2 separate regions of the Mus musculus genome follow, and region 2 is linked to region 1. The links are chromatin contacts, called in public HiChIP or PLAC-seq maps. All regions are on one chromosome and are shown on one strand. Each heading gives the region's core, a stretch centred on a gene start, on an enhancer-like site or on the middle of the called end of the contact. The rest is flanking DNA. Distances are from core to core; before and after follow the strand shown.

Region 1 (7,500 bases), core at 4,213-6,712:
TGGCTGGCTATCCTTAGCAGCATTCCGGACAGGCTGGCTTTTGTCCATCTGAGGAGTTGTGTTGTTTTGGCAGTCATAGAGCCTTTTGGGCTACTTACTATTTAGATTCCTAAATATATTCCAAAGAAGCAGAGTTTTCATCCATAAGATGGGTGTAAAAGGTGACAGAATGAGGGTTTGGAGTTTCAGTGAAGTGAAAGCCACAGGTTTTGGAGTGGTACAACATGCTTAGTTGGTGGAACACACCTTTAATCCCATCATTGGGAGACAGAGGAAGGAGAGCTTCATAGCAAGTTCTATGCCAACCAGAGCTACATAATGAGAGCCTGTCTAAAAAAAAATAATGAGGAAGGGAAGTTATGGACTTAGTTGAGTGTGGTAGTTGGTGCAAGCTTATAAACCTGAAACTGGTGCATCGAAGATCATCTTGGGCTACACAGTAAGACCCTATAGCAAAACAAAACAAAACAAAACAACAGCAACCAAAAACAGGAACTGTGTGAACTCAGGAAGGGGGTTGACATTGCTGACAAGTCTAATAAACTACTCTCTGCCTCAGTTTCCCTATCCATAATGATCGTGATGAAACCGTCCTTACTTTAGCAGTGTGACTCTTTCCGTTTCATTTGCCCACTTAGAATGAGGAATCTGAGCTCAGATTAGACCATCTGTCATGAAACAGGTTTGTTTTACTCTGCTAATCATGTGCACGTGTCGCTGCCACAGTCAAGGGTTATCTATGCAAAGCCAATGATGTGTGTATTTGTTAGATAAGTAAAGTAGAAAATAAACTAAATAAACTAGGGCTGGTGATCAATGCTAAAATTCTATATCATCCTCAGATAAGAAGAGATCCAAATACCAGGAGCAGCATTGAATGGGGACATGTTTAAATAAAGCAGAGCGGTTGCGGTATGAAGTGCTATAGCTGTTTTCAAATGAGACATCTGGGCTCGAGAGGTGGCTCAGTGGTGAAGAGCACCTGCTGTTCTTCCAGAGGACCCAGGTGCAGCTCCCAGCACTCCCATGGATGTTCACAAATGTCTGTAACTCCAATTTTAAGGGATCAGATTATCCATTCTAACCTCATCACCAGGCATGCATGTAGTATCATATACATACATACATACATACATACATATATGCAAGCAGACTATTCACACGCATAAAGTTAGATAAGTAAATATTTAAAGGCTTAAAGAAATAAAACAAATATATATATATATGTACACACACACACACACATATATTCCTATGTTATATTAAAAGGAAGCAAATCCCAGTATAGCATGTGTCTTAGGATTTCTATTGCTATGGAGAAACACCATTAACAAGACAACTCTTATAAAAGAAAGAATTTAATTGGGGGCTTACTTACAATTTTAGAGGCTTAGCCCATTACTATCATCATGTGAGGAGCATGGCAGTGTCCAGGCAGAAATGGTGCAAGGCAGTAGCTGAGAACTTTACACCCGGATCCACAGGCAGCAGACGGAGAGCCACTGGACCTAGCATGAACTTCCGAAACCTCAAATCCCACTCTGAGTGACACACTTCCTCCAACAAGGCCACATCTCCTGAGCCTTCTAATCCTTTCCAACAGTTCACCAACTGGGGAGCAATACCATATGCAAATACATGAGCCTATGGGGGCCGTTCTCATTCAAGCCACCACACCACGTGTGCAGATTATTATGAGTAATAACATTTACTAACCATTTTTTGTGCAACGGATAACATTTTAAGAGCTTTTCATACATTAATACCTACTCTCCATATTAAGGAAGAATTCTTTTTTTTCATTATAGAAATGGAGAAAACCGAGCTTCAAGGACTTAGTTCACTTGTCAGAAGTCACACACTCGTGGGTTGATGGTCTGGAACCTGTATTGGAATCAGTCTTGTTCCAGAACTCATGTGTTCATTACTATGCAAAGCTGGTCTCCTAGTGGGATGCTTGAATTATATACAGCAAATACAGCTGTGTGCATTGAGCTGGGAATATGGTTCAGTTGGTAAAGAGCTTACCTCGTGTGCACAGAGCCCTGGGTTCAGTCACAGCACCCTGTCCATGAGAACTAGCAGTGCACATCTGTGATCCCGCCACCAGGAGGTAGAGCCAGGAGGGTCAGAAGTACTGTTGTTAGGTATCAAGTTCAAAACTAGCCTGGGATCCATGAAACACCTCTCTCAAAAACAAACCAATAAAACAAAACAACAACAATAATAAAACAAAACAAAACAAGCCAACAATGTATATATACAGAGAAGAAAGGAAAGGAGGGAGGAAGGAGGAAGGGAGGAAGGGAGGAAGGGAGGAAGGGAGGAAGGAAGGGAGGGAGGAAGGGAGGGAGGGAGGGAGGGAGGGAGGGAGGAAGGAAGGAAGGAAGGAAGGAAGGAAGGAAGGAAGGAAGGAAGGAAGGAAGAAGCCTGAAAACTCATAGAAACAAAAGGGAGACTCCCACTTCTTGCCCTTTTGGTACTGAGGCTGGCTTTTAGCTGCCGAACCTAACTGCTTTCCAGCCTAAAACTTTCTCTTTGGGGGAACAGATACTTGTATATGGTTTGAATTATTTTATGACAATACAAATATAAATTCACACAGCTGCCTTTGGAATAAAAAAAATAATTGTAAAGTAAATGAACTCATTTGACTCAATGAGGACTTACTTGTTTTCCAAATACGAAATGACCTCACCATAAGCAGCTCTGCTTTGCTGATGAGAAGAAGAGATGAATTATCTCCCGGCTAGTAAGGTGCACAGTTTGGACTGAGTATGGCTGCTGCAGATGCTGTGTGTGCCATACATATATCATACATGCACAACACGTGTGTGCACTGAGCCCCCAAAAGTTGCCACACATTTTCAAATACCAGATCAAGCCATAGGAACACCTTGTAGTGGGTGGTTAAAAGCAGCCTTTGGAATCACAGGGACATAGACACAACCTCCACATCTACTAATTGCAGTGGCCTGGGGTTAGCTCATTAACAAATTTCATTTGAGGGCCCTTGGTATACAAATCGGAGGTACTACTGATCTCCATCTCACAAGGGTATAATGGAGATGAAAAATATTAGTACAGATAGCACGCTTAGAGCACAGAACACATCTTTTGTTTTTGGAGTCGGGATCTGTTACGTAGCTCTAGCTGTCTCGGAGCTCACTCTATGTAGACGAGGTTGGCCTCGAACTCACAGACACCCGTCTGCTTCTGCTTCCCAAGAGCTGGAACTAAAGGCAGGCAGCACCACGCTTAGCCAGAACCCATCTTATTAAAAGGAATAGATCAATGTTAGTTTTTTGCCTTTTGTGGTGGCTGGGGTTGTACCTCAGTGATAGAGCTCTTGCTTGGTATATGCGAGGCCCTGGATTTGATCCTATAACTGAAAGAAAAAGTAGACCCCTTTATTATAGCAGTGTTCCCTTCCCAACCCTCTCTTTCTCTGTGTGTGTGCATGTGTGTGTTCATAGGCTGGAAGTAACGTTCCATATCTTCCTCACCATCCACCTTATTTTTAATTTTTTTTTTCCTGCCAGTGCTGGGAATTGAACCTAGGACCTGCCTCACACGTGCTCGGCAACATTCTACCACTGTGCAACGGTCCCAGCACTTAACCTTAGTTTTTGAGACAATGCCTCTGGATGAACTTGAAGTTCACCAGTTTAGCTAGACTGGCAAGCCCCAAGCACCCTCTTGTCCTCCACCACCCAGAGCTGTGGCATCCAGCTGTTCTGGTGGATTAAACTCAAATTCTCATATAAAGTGCAGAGCCAGCACTTTGTGCTAACCGAGCCACTTCCCCAGGTCCCTTCACAATTTCTATCAATGTTGGGGGTTGATTTTTTTTCTTTTATCTTGATTTAGACTTACAAGCTCATGTCTTTGGTCTAGTAATTCTTCTGTAAACAATTTGCCTGTCCTTGTATTTTTTTTTAATATACCAAGATATTTGCTTAAAATGATCATTTGGGTGTTGTTAATCAGTGAATATCCATCACTACAAACTAGAGTTTGATACACCTCTATGGTAATATTTGGGGGACCTGCTGAGATTCTGAACAAAACAAGACAAAAGGAACATCAGATGAGGCTTCGATTAGATGCCGCACTGTAGGCTCTTTCCTAGTAAGCAGGGAGAAACAGACTTCCTCCTGCTGAAACCCAGAGGTGCATGAGTGGCACCAGTCCAGGCACTTCTCAGGGAGCAGAGGGATCCCCCAAGACGACTGGATCTTAAGAGCAGAGTTGATTTTAATGCACACAGTTTGTCCTCCTGAGTTTAATAATCAGATAGATGATGCTCAGCCCAGGGAAGGAAAGGGACCGTTAGGGCCCCTGGAATGATGCTGAGCAGCCCTGGAATGATGCTGAGCGGCCCCGGAGCGATGCTGAGCGGTCCGGGAGTGATGCTGAGCGATTCTCCCGTGGAAAGTCCGTTCTCCTCCAAGAAAGACAAGGTCATTAAAGGAAGGGAGGAGATCTTTGATGCGTGGTATTTTGGATGGAAAATGCAATGCAGAACATGAATATAGCAAAATCTCCTGTAAATTTTTAAGAGGACATAACAAACTATATTAATAACAATATATAAAAACCAGTCACTACAGATATGCTTTTGGAGTATATTGAAAATGAGGAAACCTTGATTCTCTTTACCTACCCCCTTTTGTCTACTGTTTTAGTATTTACCCAACGTGTATATTACTTTTATTTCTGAAAATGCTGCTAAGGGCTATTGAGACCATGAGACTGAGAACCACTACTGAGGGTTTTTTTTTTTTTTTAATAGCTCTCTGGGAAAAAAAGTATAATAAGTGTTATTTTAAAAAATACAAACAAGATAGCGTTAAAAAAGTTCTCTCTCTAGCTTTGGGAATCCTAATGAACTATAATCACAGAGACGCCAGACTAGTCAAAATTGGAAGAAAGAGCTATAATCACAGGAAAAGAACTCTCTCCACAATTTGAAGGATCCCAGAAAAAGCAGCCGTAATGACAGCGGGGCTGACTTCAGGAAAAGCAGAAACAGGAGCAGCTGCGGTGGCGCCTAGAGTGGGTGGGATGCGTGGCAACGCGGAGTGACACGGGAGAGCACTAACTGCCTACCACCCAGGACCCAAGGACCCCCAGGGAGGGAGGACGGAATATCTAAAGTGTAAATCAACAGGACTGGAGTCTAGGAGAAAACGCTGAAGTGGTTATGACTCATGACCACATTGGACCTCTCGGCTAGGGTGACCTGGGAGACACACGGTCACGGTTGTGTAACTGAAGCGCTGGAAGCACGGTGAGGCAGCTTCCTGCAGCCCCAGGTGGTCAAAAGGCCCGTGTGACTGAGCCTGTAAGGAGGGCCAGCCTTGGACATCTCTCCTTGTATTTGCCTAAGCTCCAGCAGTGAACTCATTACAAGGCATGCATGTGGCCTAATTCCTTGTCCCATTCTGTCACCAGAACAGACCTTGTAAGAGAATTCCAAAGTACAGTGAACTCATGTTGCAATCTTCACAGATCACAGACTAGGTACTTTAGGACCCAAATTCCTTAAACAGCTCTGTTTTACTACAGACTTCACATTCCAGCCCGTTGTTTGAAGTGCTCGCAGCTGCCCATGCAAGGCCTTTCGGACTGTTCTTGGGCCATGAAGTGCCCAAGAACAAAGATGTTTCTTAAACTTCCCTACTCACAAAACGAAAGCAGCCATTATATAACGAAGCTCGGAGCTCCAGGGCTGAGCAGCCCCTGAAGATCGCCCTGCTCGAGGTCACTCGGGCAGACACAGAGAAAATAAAGGGGGAAAAATTCTCAGGCAGGAAAATGAGTGTGAGGATTAGTCAGCAGTGAGATGGGCCCCTACGTCCACGAGGTTGTAACTTTATCTTGACAACATGGTCTTTCCTGGAAGAGACTTGAGCAGCGAATTTATCATTTTATAATTTGTGGCTTAAATTTGAGCCATACACCAAGCAGCTGTGTTGGTGTGAGGCACTTTGGACTCCTTCTAAAGCCCAGGAGACAGAAAGAGACCACTTCAAACTTGAAGCCCTCAAACTCCTCAGCGGGTTGGTTAACTGTGGGCGCATCAAGGGCAGGGTTTCTGCATTGGTTTTTCTTAGGAAATGTATGGAACCTGGACCTCGTGCCTTTGTGTCTTTGTTTGTTTTAGATTTGGGGAGAGAGCAGACTGTGATAGTTGGAGCCTGGAAGGGGGGGTGGGGAGGGGCCGCTCCGATCTGGTGACAGCGGGTTTTCATATATTCCAGGGTCCCTCTGGGAAATGAGAAGTTGGAAGCGGAGAGGGGGGAAATGGGTGGAGAAATGGGAAGCCAAGGGAAGGGAGGAGTGCCAGAGATAACTGCTGACTTCACAGTTTTCCACCGGGGCCTGCCCTGCCTACCTCTGTTGACATCAAAGCTTTCCCAGCGCCTTTGCGTGCCTGCTCAGTCGGCCCTGCCTGCTGCCACCCGGGGAAGAACTGGCGGCTAGCCCTGCAACAAAGCGGAGGACAAATTTTCTGCAACGAATCTCTCATCAAAAAAAACACCCGCCCCCTTCCAGTTCTGTGCAATAGCCCTGCATCGCCAGGCCGGGGGTTCAATAGTCCGCCTTGTACAAAGACAGCTTTAACAGGGAGGTCTCCAAGAACGTGGGCAGCTTCCCAAGGTGTCTCACGGGTTCTGGGCAGCGCTGTCTGTCTGTGGGCCGATGGGTGTGTCTTTTGCAATCCAGTTGGGGCGCCTGGATTTGGGAAGTCTTGGCTCCTCTCCCCAGAGCGATGCAGGGCATCGGATTATTGCTGGCATCTGAGCTCCAGCGCCGGCTGCCATTCCATCTCTTTTCTCTGCTCCCCCTGCTAGGCTTTGCATGTTTTTATCCCCTTCTCTAGTTTTCCCTTCCCTGGGACTGGCTGATCTCTCTATCCCCAGGGAAGAAGCAAAGGAAATAAGTTGACTATGCTTGTCTACTCTTCCTATAGCCCCCCCCCACCCCTCCCAGCCCGCCACAAATCTACTTGTAGCTGGAAACCCGGAACCAAAAGGAGTCACAGACTCCTCACTGGGGGAATAGCAGTCACCACTGGGTCCACATGTTAAAACCAAGAGGACAGGTTTGAAACATGGAAGATGCTTCACAGACAATGTGGGGGAAAAAAAGATTACATTGACCATCTCCTCCGGCTCATCGGTGTGAATTTGAAGATAAACCCAGAATGGGTGCAGGTTCTTTGGAAAGCAGTTGGAAGTGTTTCTAACTTGAGTTCAGTGGGAGACAGAGTGCATGCTCACCTGACAGGTTCCTTTCTCAACAGCCAACAATTAAAAAGAGGTGGTGGGGCGGGGGAGGGAAGGTTCTGTAATGGGCAATAAGGTTAGCCTTAAAGGCTGACAACATTTTCTGCCTCTTGAGTTCACTGTGAGCTCTCACAGGCCTTGAGAAAGTTCCCAGGAGGATAGAGGTTGGACACTTTTTTTTTTTTAAGATTTATTTATTTATTAT
Region 2 (7,755 bases), core at 3,423-5,922, 250 kb before region 1:
CATCCTGAAATCCCTTTAAGAAAGAAGTAAAGGGGGCTGGAGAGATGGCTCAGCAGTTAAGAGCACCGACTGCTCTTCCAGAGGTCCTGAGTTCAATTCCCAGCAACCACATGGTGGCTCACAACCATCTGTAATGGGATCTGATGCCTTCTTCTGGTGAGTCTGAAGACAGCTACAGTGTACTCATATACATAAAATAAATAAATCTTTTAAAAAAAGAAAAGAAAGAAAGAAGTAAAGGAAACATTTCTATTATCTGCAAATAACAGCTATTCAGATGTCTGAAGGCCACTTGTAGGTGTTTTAGCATGACAGACTTATAATGGGTTCCTGCTGACAGTCTTTGTTGTGGTTAGTTTTGTCTACACCGATTTGAGCTCCTGGTGGAGTCGCATGTGCACACCAGCCCAGGAGCTATCTCGGATCTGCGGATGAAATGTACACACACTTACATTAACTTATTTTTAATATACTTTTTAGCTCAGTGGCCGGGCACTTGTAAGCCTCCCAAGGTTAACATGCCCTTACCTTCACGTCCAGCCCAACCCCTCTAAACCAGCTCTGTGGCTCAGGTACCTTCAGTGAAGCCCATTGCTCTTGCCGCCCAGGACGCTTTTCCGCCTCTTTCCCTTGCCATCTGCAGTTTGAAAGATCTCCCCTGTAGGTCCAAGTCTGTCCACTCTCTCTCTCCCAGGTTTGTCCATTCTCTTCCTCTCTCCTAGCCCGTGGGAACCTGGAAGTCCCGCCTCTTTCTTTTTCCCCAAGCCATTGGTCACTGTCATCTTTATCAAAAAACGTAATGGGGGGGGGGGGAGACCTTCAGAGTGAATGAACAGACTCCTGGTCAGATCATCAGAGCCACCCCCCTACAAATCTTCACGAGTGACATGGCTAATGTAGTATTTAACTGAACACCACATTTCTCTAATTTCATACATATGTCCCGAAGGGCTTTGGCTGATGGCTATATTTTTCAGTAAATCTTATGAATATGCTGAGCAAATATTACTGATCTTCAGTGCAAACATGGATAGCAAACCAAGTGGGGTCTTATACCTAGATTTGGGTTACACTGACGGGCAATATATTTATAAGACGAGTTTCGTGGAAAAAGCATTCATAGAGATATACTTTGCTGCAACAGTAGAATAAATGTATTCAGTACTATTTATAACACTTGTCTGTAAAGTCAATAGGCTCCCCAATTCTTAGTTACCAAATGCTTGTTTAATGGCTATAATTCCTAGCATTTAGAGAGTAATGAAAATTACAGCAACTTTTTAAAATAAAAAATAATGTACTGATGTTTTATTATTTTTTGTTTAATATTCATAAGTATTCTGAAAACAAATATCTGACCCTTATTGTTCTAATAAAATTTGTGTAGAGAAAAGATTATTCCAGCCAAAAGTCTTAGAGACACATCTTTTGGGGGCTGGAGAAACGACTGCAGTTAAGAGCTCTGGCTGCTCTTCCAGAGGACTGGGTTTTGATTCTTAGCATCCACAGGGCTACTCATAGCTGTCTGTAACTCCAACTCTCGGGGCCCCAACACCTTCTTCTGGGGACTACACACATGCAGTACATATACACATATGAAGGCAAAACACCCACCACACACATAAGAAACAAACAAAATAAAAACAAATAACTATTAGAGAGCATCGTTTGCGCTGAGGCTTAGCACTGTTGTACTGTGCAACACCAGCTCCCTGGTTTTGTTTCAGAGAGAGTCTCAAATCTGAAGTTAGATAGCCCAGTCTGACCTCTCGCTGGAAATCCTTCCTCTTGCTTCAGCCTTCCAAATGCCGAGGTCTCAGGGAAGAGCTACTTACTGCTGTGCGTGCTTGCTTGCGTGTGTGCGTGTAGTGGCAATATCTATAACCCTATATTTACAAACTCATCAGGTCCAGGGACACAGATGTTACTGTAAGAACGTGGAGCAGCCACCTGGCTGAGCGTGTCTCCTCCTTTCCCTCGGGGTCAGGGATCAGTGTTGCCATGATCCTGTCCCACGTGGCATCCTCAGTATCGTCACCCTTTGGATTCTCCTGGGTGATTGCCCTCTTCCCGTTCTGATGGCCAGGGACATCAATTTGGCCTTACCATCGCCTCGGTTGGGGAAGAGGTTTTCCACAGCCAGGCAGTTTTAGGGGGATGAGAAAGTCACTATGGGTGGTTTCCTTTGCAAGGATATGTAGGGAGTGCCATGATGTGGCACGGAATAAGCCTGAAACCCGGCCTCCGCACTGATAGCATGTGACCCTGGGCACAGAGGAACAGGAAGCAGCAAGTTACTTAGATATCATAACAGTTGACCCACCTGCCATATCCCAGAGTGGAAAGTGGGTTTTATTCAAGTCTCCTAATTGTTCTCCTTCCGAGAAGAAGAATGACTCATTCCATGGGCAGAAGGTGTGGCTGGTTGGTATCTGTGTCTGGAAGTGCAAGTGGGCTTGAATTGAAGTGGAGGCTGTTTATTTAATTACTAAATAAGTAGACTTCAGATCTTTCCAGCTAGAGGAGAACATACACTGTAATTGGCCTCACCCACCTTCACGGTTAGCACATTTCCAGCCTCGGAACGGCTCGCAACAGCTCTGGGACTGGCACCAGTGCTACCCACCAAGGCGTTTTAAAAAAAGATTTATTTATTTATTTATTTATTTATTTATTTATTTATTTATTTATTTATTTAATGTATATGAGTACACTGTAGCTATACAGATGGTTGTGAGCCTTTATGTGGTTGTTGGGAGTTGAATTTTTAGGACCTCTGCTCGCCCAGGTCGGCCCCGCTCTCTCTGGTTGGCTCTGCTTGCTCCGGGCAGCCCTGCTCACTCTGGTCAACCCTGCTAGCTCCAGTTGGCCCCATTTGCTCCAGTCAACTCCACTCGCTCAGTCCCTGCTTGCCCCGGCCCAAAGATTTATTTATTATTATACGTAAGTACACTGTAGCTGACTTCAGACGTACCAGTAGAGGGCGTCAGATCTCATTATGGGTGGTTGTGAGCCACCACGTGGTTGCTGAGATTTGAACTCAGGACCTTCGGAAGAACGGTGGCTCTTACCCGCTGAGCCATCTCGCCAGCTCCCAAGGATGCTTTTACATCTTCCTACAACAGAATGAGCCGGGACCTCACAACCTGATGGCAGCTGGCATCCTGGACGAGGGGAATTTGGGTTGTGAATCTCTACAGTTGCTCAGTTAGCATTTGCTAACATCATCATCATCACCACCACCACCACCATCATCATCACCACCACCATCATCATTTTTATTTGTTCAGTTAGGTAGCCTTAATTTTTTTTAATCCTGTCTTGTTTCTTTTATTTTAATCTAATCTGGAAACGTAATAAGCGATTCCTGCCAAACCTACCCCTAAAGCAACGTTTTTTCCGTAGTAAATGATTAAATTATTGGGCAAAAAAATAATTCAAATTTTTCTCTCTTAATGTCAGCGAGGGTTTGGTCGAGGAAATGAGTGTGGTAACTTTTTAAAGCGCTCTCCCTATCATTAGTTTATTTACTTACCAGTTTATCTTTGTATTGGGAACACTGTGGAGCTCCTTCCAGTTTTAAGGAAAACATTTTGAATGTGACTCTAGCTGGTAATCAAATTTTTACTGACTGGCATTCCATCAGTCTATCCAGTAATTAAAAAACACATAGACTAAGTCTCGGGTTAGAGCAGAAAGCTCTTGTATTTTTCTTCTGCAGTGTGTAGCATCCATCGTTCTTAGCCTCTAGGGCTCCAGATTGGTAGCTCGCACGTGAATGCACCAAATGGCCTGTGACTCAGATCTGTGTTACTCTTTATCTCAGAAAGCCATCGCCTGGAAATGCCCAAAGAGAACCCGTCAGGCCTTTTCTAACTTGAAAGTAAAGACTAGATCTACTTCTGCAAAGTTTGCATTATACAGATTTTTTAAAAAATTTGTAATCTATATGTTATGAATCGTGTTCTAGTTGAATTATGTATGTAAGGGTAAAGTGTGTGTCTGTCTGCACTAAATAAAGTGCTTTATACGTTTGGCCATCTGTAACATGGTAGTTCAGCTTTTAAGCTTAAAAAAATAATCATTTAATTCTATGTATTTCAATTTTGATTTTGGAGTAAGAATAATTTCAATAAATCACCCTGCCATCCCTTTTAAGACCGAGGCCTCTCTCTTTAGTACAGAATAGCTTGAGTTTTGGTGCACATTTGTGTTATTTTATAGAATTCTGTCAAAGTAACCTTATAGTAAAATTAGCCTTGTGTGGAAAGCCTTATTGCAAAGATATTGGAGAATTTAATTTAAAGTACTTTTTCTAGAATTCAGACTCGGGTATTTGGGGTCATATACAAACATTTGGAAGAGTTCTCATTTAGTTATGGGAGGGATGTAGCCATGAATGTCTCTGCAGTTTGATGTCTGTATTTATGTTGAGTACGTTGTACCTCAGCTTCCTTCCTAGGACTGTCATATGATAAAGTCCATAGGTGGATGAATGGCGTGTGTGTGTGTGTGTGTGTGTGTGTGTGTGTGAGAGAGAGAGAGAGAGAGAGAGAGAGAGAGAGAGAGAGAGAGAGAGAGAGAGAGAACTTGCCTTAAAATAGCCTCATATGGTCAAATAGGCTTGCCCGTGACTCATCTCTCCGTGTGCCTCATGAGTCAGGCCCAACAGAATCCGTGCACGCAGGAGAGAATCACTGTCTAACTTTGGGTGATCCAAACCTGGATTAAATACTTCACCACGTAAAGATTGTATGGAAGAGGCGACCCTTGTGTGCTTTTAGCTTTTATTGTTTAAAGTGATCAAGTAGATTAGAGGAGGCGTTGGTTTGAGTCACTTTTAATCGATTCTTTCCTTAATGGCAGTGGCGAGGTAGAATGGGCATGTGCCCAATATTGCTATTTCCACGACTGACCGACCGCCACCATTAATGGTCACTGCACACATCACAAGAGGGGCCAGGTGTGCTGTGTCAGCCTGTTTAGGAGATGACACAGAGGGAGGGTAAGGGGATGCTATAGTCTGTGTGTGACTTATGGTAATTAAATTGTATGCTTAAGTCTTAGAGAAATGATGGTTCATGGTCACAGCTTTTGTCACCTGATAAAAGAGTCCTTAAATCAGCTTAGTCTATGTGATGTAACCTTGTTTTATACCTTAATACAGATGTAGTAGAGTGTGTGATCCTATGGTCACAGTTTCTCATGGCTGTGTTACATATGTATTTATGTCAGACTTTGGTAGTACCTATAAATGTATATCCCGTATTTAACTCATGGTTGAAGCTTTTTGGCCTCTTCAGTCCTTAAGGAGATAAATATTTTATTAAACATCTACTATGTTTTGTTGTAAACATGTTGTATGCACATCAGCAGAACAGAATTTGTATAGCTTGAACATTTGAAGAATTAATAAATCTTGACTTTGAAACCCAGCTCTTGTTTGATATGCAGTGGACGTTACTCTGTTGAGCTGACTTCTGTGTCCCTTCTTGATTGACTGACTTCTAAGCTAATGCTTCATTTTGCACTAAAGGACTGGTGGATAAAGCAGACCCTGTCCCAGGACTGGGGATGGACCCACGGCCTTGTACAGGCAAGATGGTGGCCACCCTGGAGTTGAGCCGTGCCCTCCTCAAAAGTTGTCTCCTGGCTATGGTACTGCCTTTGTCGTTGGGTGGCCATGAGCCAGTCACGTGGTCCCTCAGGCTCATGGGTATTCTCTTTTTTTTTTTAACAACTACTCTATGGTAAGAATATGATCAATATTAGATTCCAATTAATGATAATGCATACATATAGGCATGAACTGTGTGCGAATTTGAATCAGAAGTCTTGCTAATTATACTCCCGGTGTTGCTGGTGTTCAGTCTGCTGCCAGTGGCAGGAATGCCTGCTAGGCCCTTGCGGTTCTAACAAACAAGTTCCATGACTCTCCCCCGTCTCATCTCTATTCTCTCTGCACCATCATTACTAACCCCCCCACCCCCCACCTGTACACAAATTCTTTCCCCAGGTCTCAGCAGCATAGCAGACACATCCGTACAAGCACTGGCTGGTGGCATCTGGCTGGTGGCATCTGGCTGGTGGCATCTGGCATGGCTTTCCTGGAGCAGTTCTGCTTGCTTCATCTGTCACAGCGGGTGCTGGCGATGGGCTTCATGGTGACTTCAGAGGGCAGAGAAAAGCCATCCCTCTGAGCTGACAGGGCCCAGCATCCGTCTGGGGGGGCTCCCTGCCTGAGACCTGAGTCTGCCTATAGACCAGAAGAGCTTTCCTGTCGTTTATTGCTATTAAAGTGGCTGCTTCAAGAACTTGGCATAAAGGCTAAGGACGGTGGGGAGCCACAGGGAAATTGTGCTAATTATGTTTAAGATAGGAGCCCACGAGGCAGGTAACACTGGCGCACCGTTAATCACAGTGACGATTGCTTAGCCACGAGCTCTGCTTCTTGTCTGAGCTTCCCCCCCCCCCCACTTCAGGTTTTATTTTTGGAACTAATCAGGTTTTTGTTTTTCTTTTAAGGAAAAAAATAATGGATGTTCAAATGAACACTATATGTATGACTGGATTATTTTTCATAAACTTCAAAGAAGTGTGCGCTGTTGAAGATCATGACCTAAGTTTGGGTTAAAGTGGGGGAGGGGAGAATTTCCAAGGATCATCCCTCCCTCTTGTGTTATAATACCATAGGGAAATATGGGGTTAGATGTGGGGGTTAGGGGAGGGGGTGCTGCCATTCCTATCTATAAGTCTGAAAAAAGGTCTTTCAAAGTACGTCTTCTTTTGTATTCAGCCTGTGAATACAGGGAAGCCCTGGTTAATATTTGTTCAAAAATGTGTTTTGGCACTAGACTCCCAGAGCAGTGTAGCCTTTCTAAAGCCAAGGAATGTGAGCGCCTGTGGGTGGTCCTCCTGTCTGCCGAAAACGGTAGAGCAAGCCTTCCTGCCTTGCTCAGTCTTGAGTTTGTGGAGTTCAAGTGTGATCTTGAGGGGCCAGAGGGTTCCTGAGAGAGAAGAACTTGAGCTAGGCCAGCCCTTGGGCAGCAGGACTCTGTTTGTTGTTGTTGTTGTTGTTTGAGACAAGGCTTCTCTGTGTAGCCCTGGCTGTCCTGCAACTCTGTAGATCAGCCTGGTCTCAAACTCACAGACATCCACCTGCCTCTGCCTCCCGAGTGCTGGGATTAAAGGCATGTGCCACTTTACCGGCTTTTGATTTTGAAACGTACAGAGATGGCATACTCTGTACATTAGACATGAAAGAAAACAGGAAAGCAAGCAGTCACTGGGTGTCACCTCTCCTCTCACCTCACTTGCCCTGGGTACCAGGCTCTCCCCTGATCTGGGGACCAAGATCAGTGAGGTGAAAGACAGGAAGTTAAGTAGCTGTTTTGAGATCCCAGAGGGCAGCCCTCTCATTGGGAACCTGCAGGAGTGGTTCTCGGACTCATTCAGAGATAGACCCTTAAGGCTTGGTGATGCTTTGGGTTCAGTGTGCTAAAGCAAGAGTTTTGGTACTCGGTTGGCAGGGTATGAGGGGCGCTGCAGTATTCGTAGAAACCTGATTTGCAGACTCCTCATGCCAGCCAAGGAGGTGGGCTCAAGCCTGCAGACAGAGAACCACTGAGGGATGTCAGGCAGGGGCATGGCGTGTCAGGGCTTGTGCTTAGGAAGTGAACTGCCGGCTAGATTCAATATAGACAGAGACCGGGGACCAAGGGATGAATTAAAATACTTGTGGCTCTTGTCCAGCAA

Evidence for each region. HiChIP or PLAC-seq counts read pairs in DNA pulled down with a chosen protein or histone mark.
Region 2: a contact with region 1 is called in an HNF4G HiChIP or PLAC-seq map of pancreatic cancer cells. The contact joins two enhancer-like sites. A contact is called at or near these places in 3 of 39 promoter capture datasets (the HPC-7 cell line, embryonic stem cells and stem cell-derived epiblast-like cells), 4 of 484 Hi-C or Micro-C datasets (the N1E-115 cell line, cerebral cortex, embryonic stem cells and 1 more), 2 of 115 datasets of contacts at active chromatin or transcription factors (double positive thymocytes and pancreatic cancer cells) and 1 of 9 other capture datasets (embryonic stem cells).

What each region holds. Positions count from the first base shown.
Region 1 is chr17:83,321,988-83,329,487 of GRCm38.p6, reverse strand. No RefSeq gene overlaps it. Among named protein-coding and RNA genes, the nearest start is that of Eml4, 25 kb to the left of the region's middle. Within about 2 kb of position 5,462, at least 147 of the 459 cell types and tissues checked have an H3K27ac peak or open chromatin away from gene starts, as enhancers often do. A contact at or near this core is called in pancreatic cancer cells, where this site is marked.
Region 2 is chr17:83,571,703-83,579,457 of GRCm38.p6, reverse strand. It overlaps a transcript of Kcng3 not described here. Among named protein-coding and RNA genes, the nearest start is that of Gm34801, 7.7 kb to the right of the region's middle. Within about 2 kb of position 4,672, at least 12 of the 459 cell types and tissues checked have an H3K27ac peak or open chromatin away from gene starts, as enhancers often do. A contact at or near this core is called in pancreatic cancer cells, where this site is marked.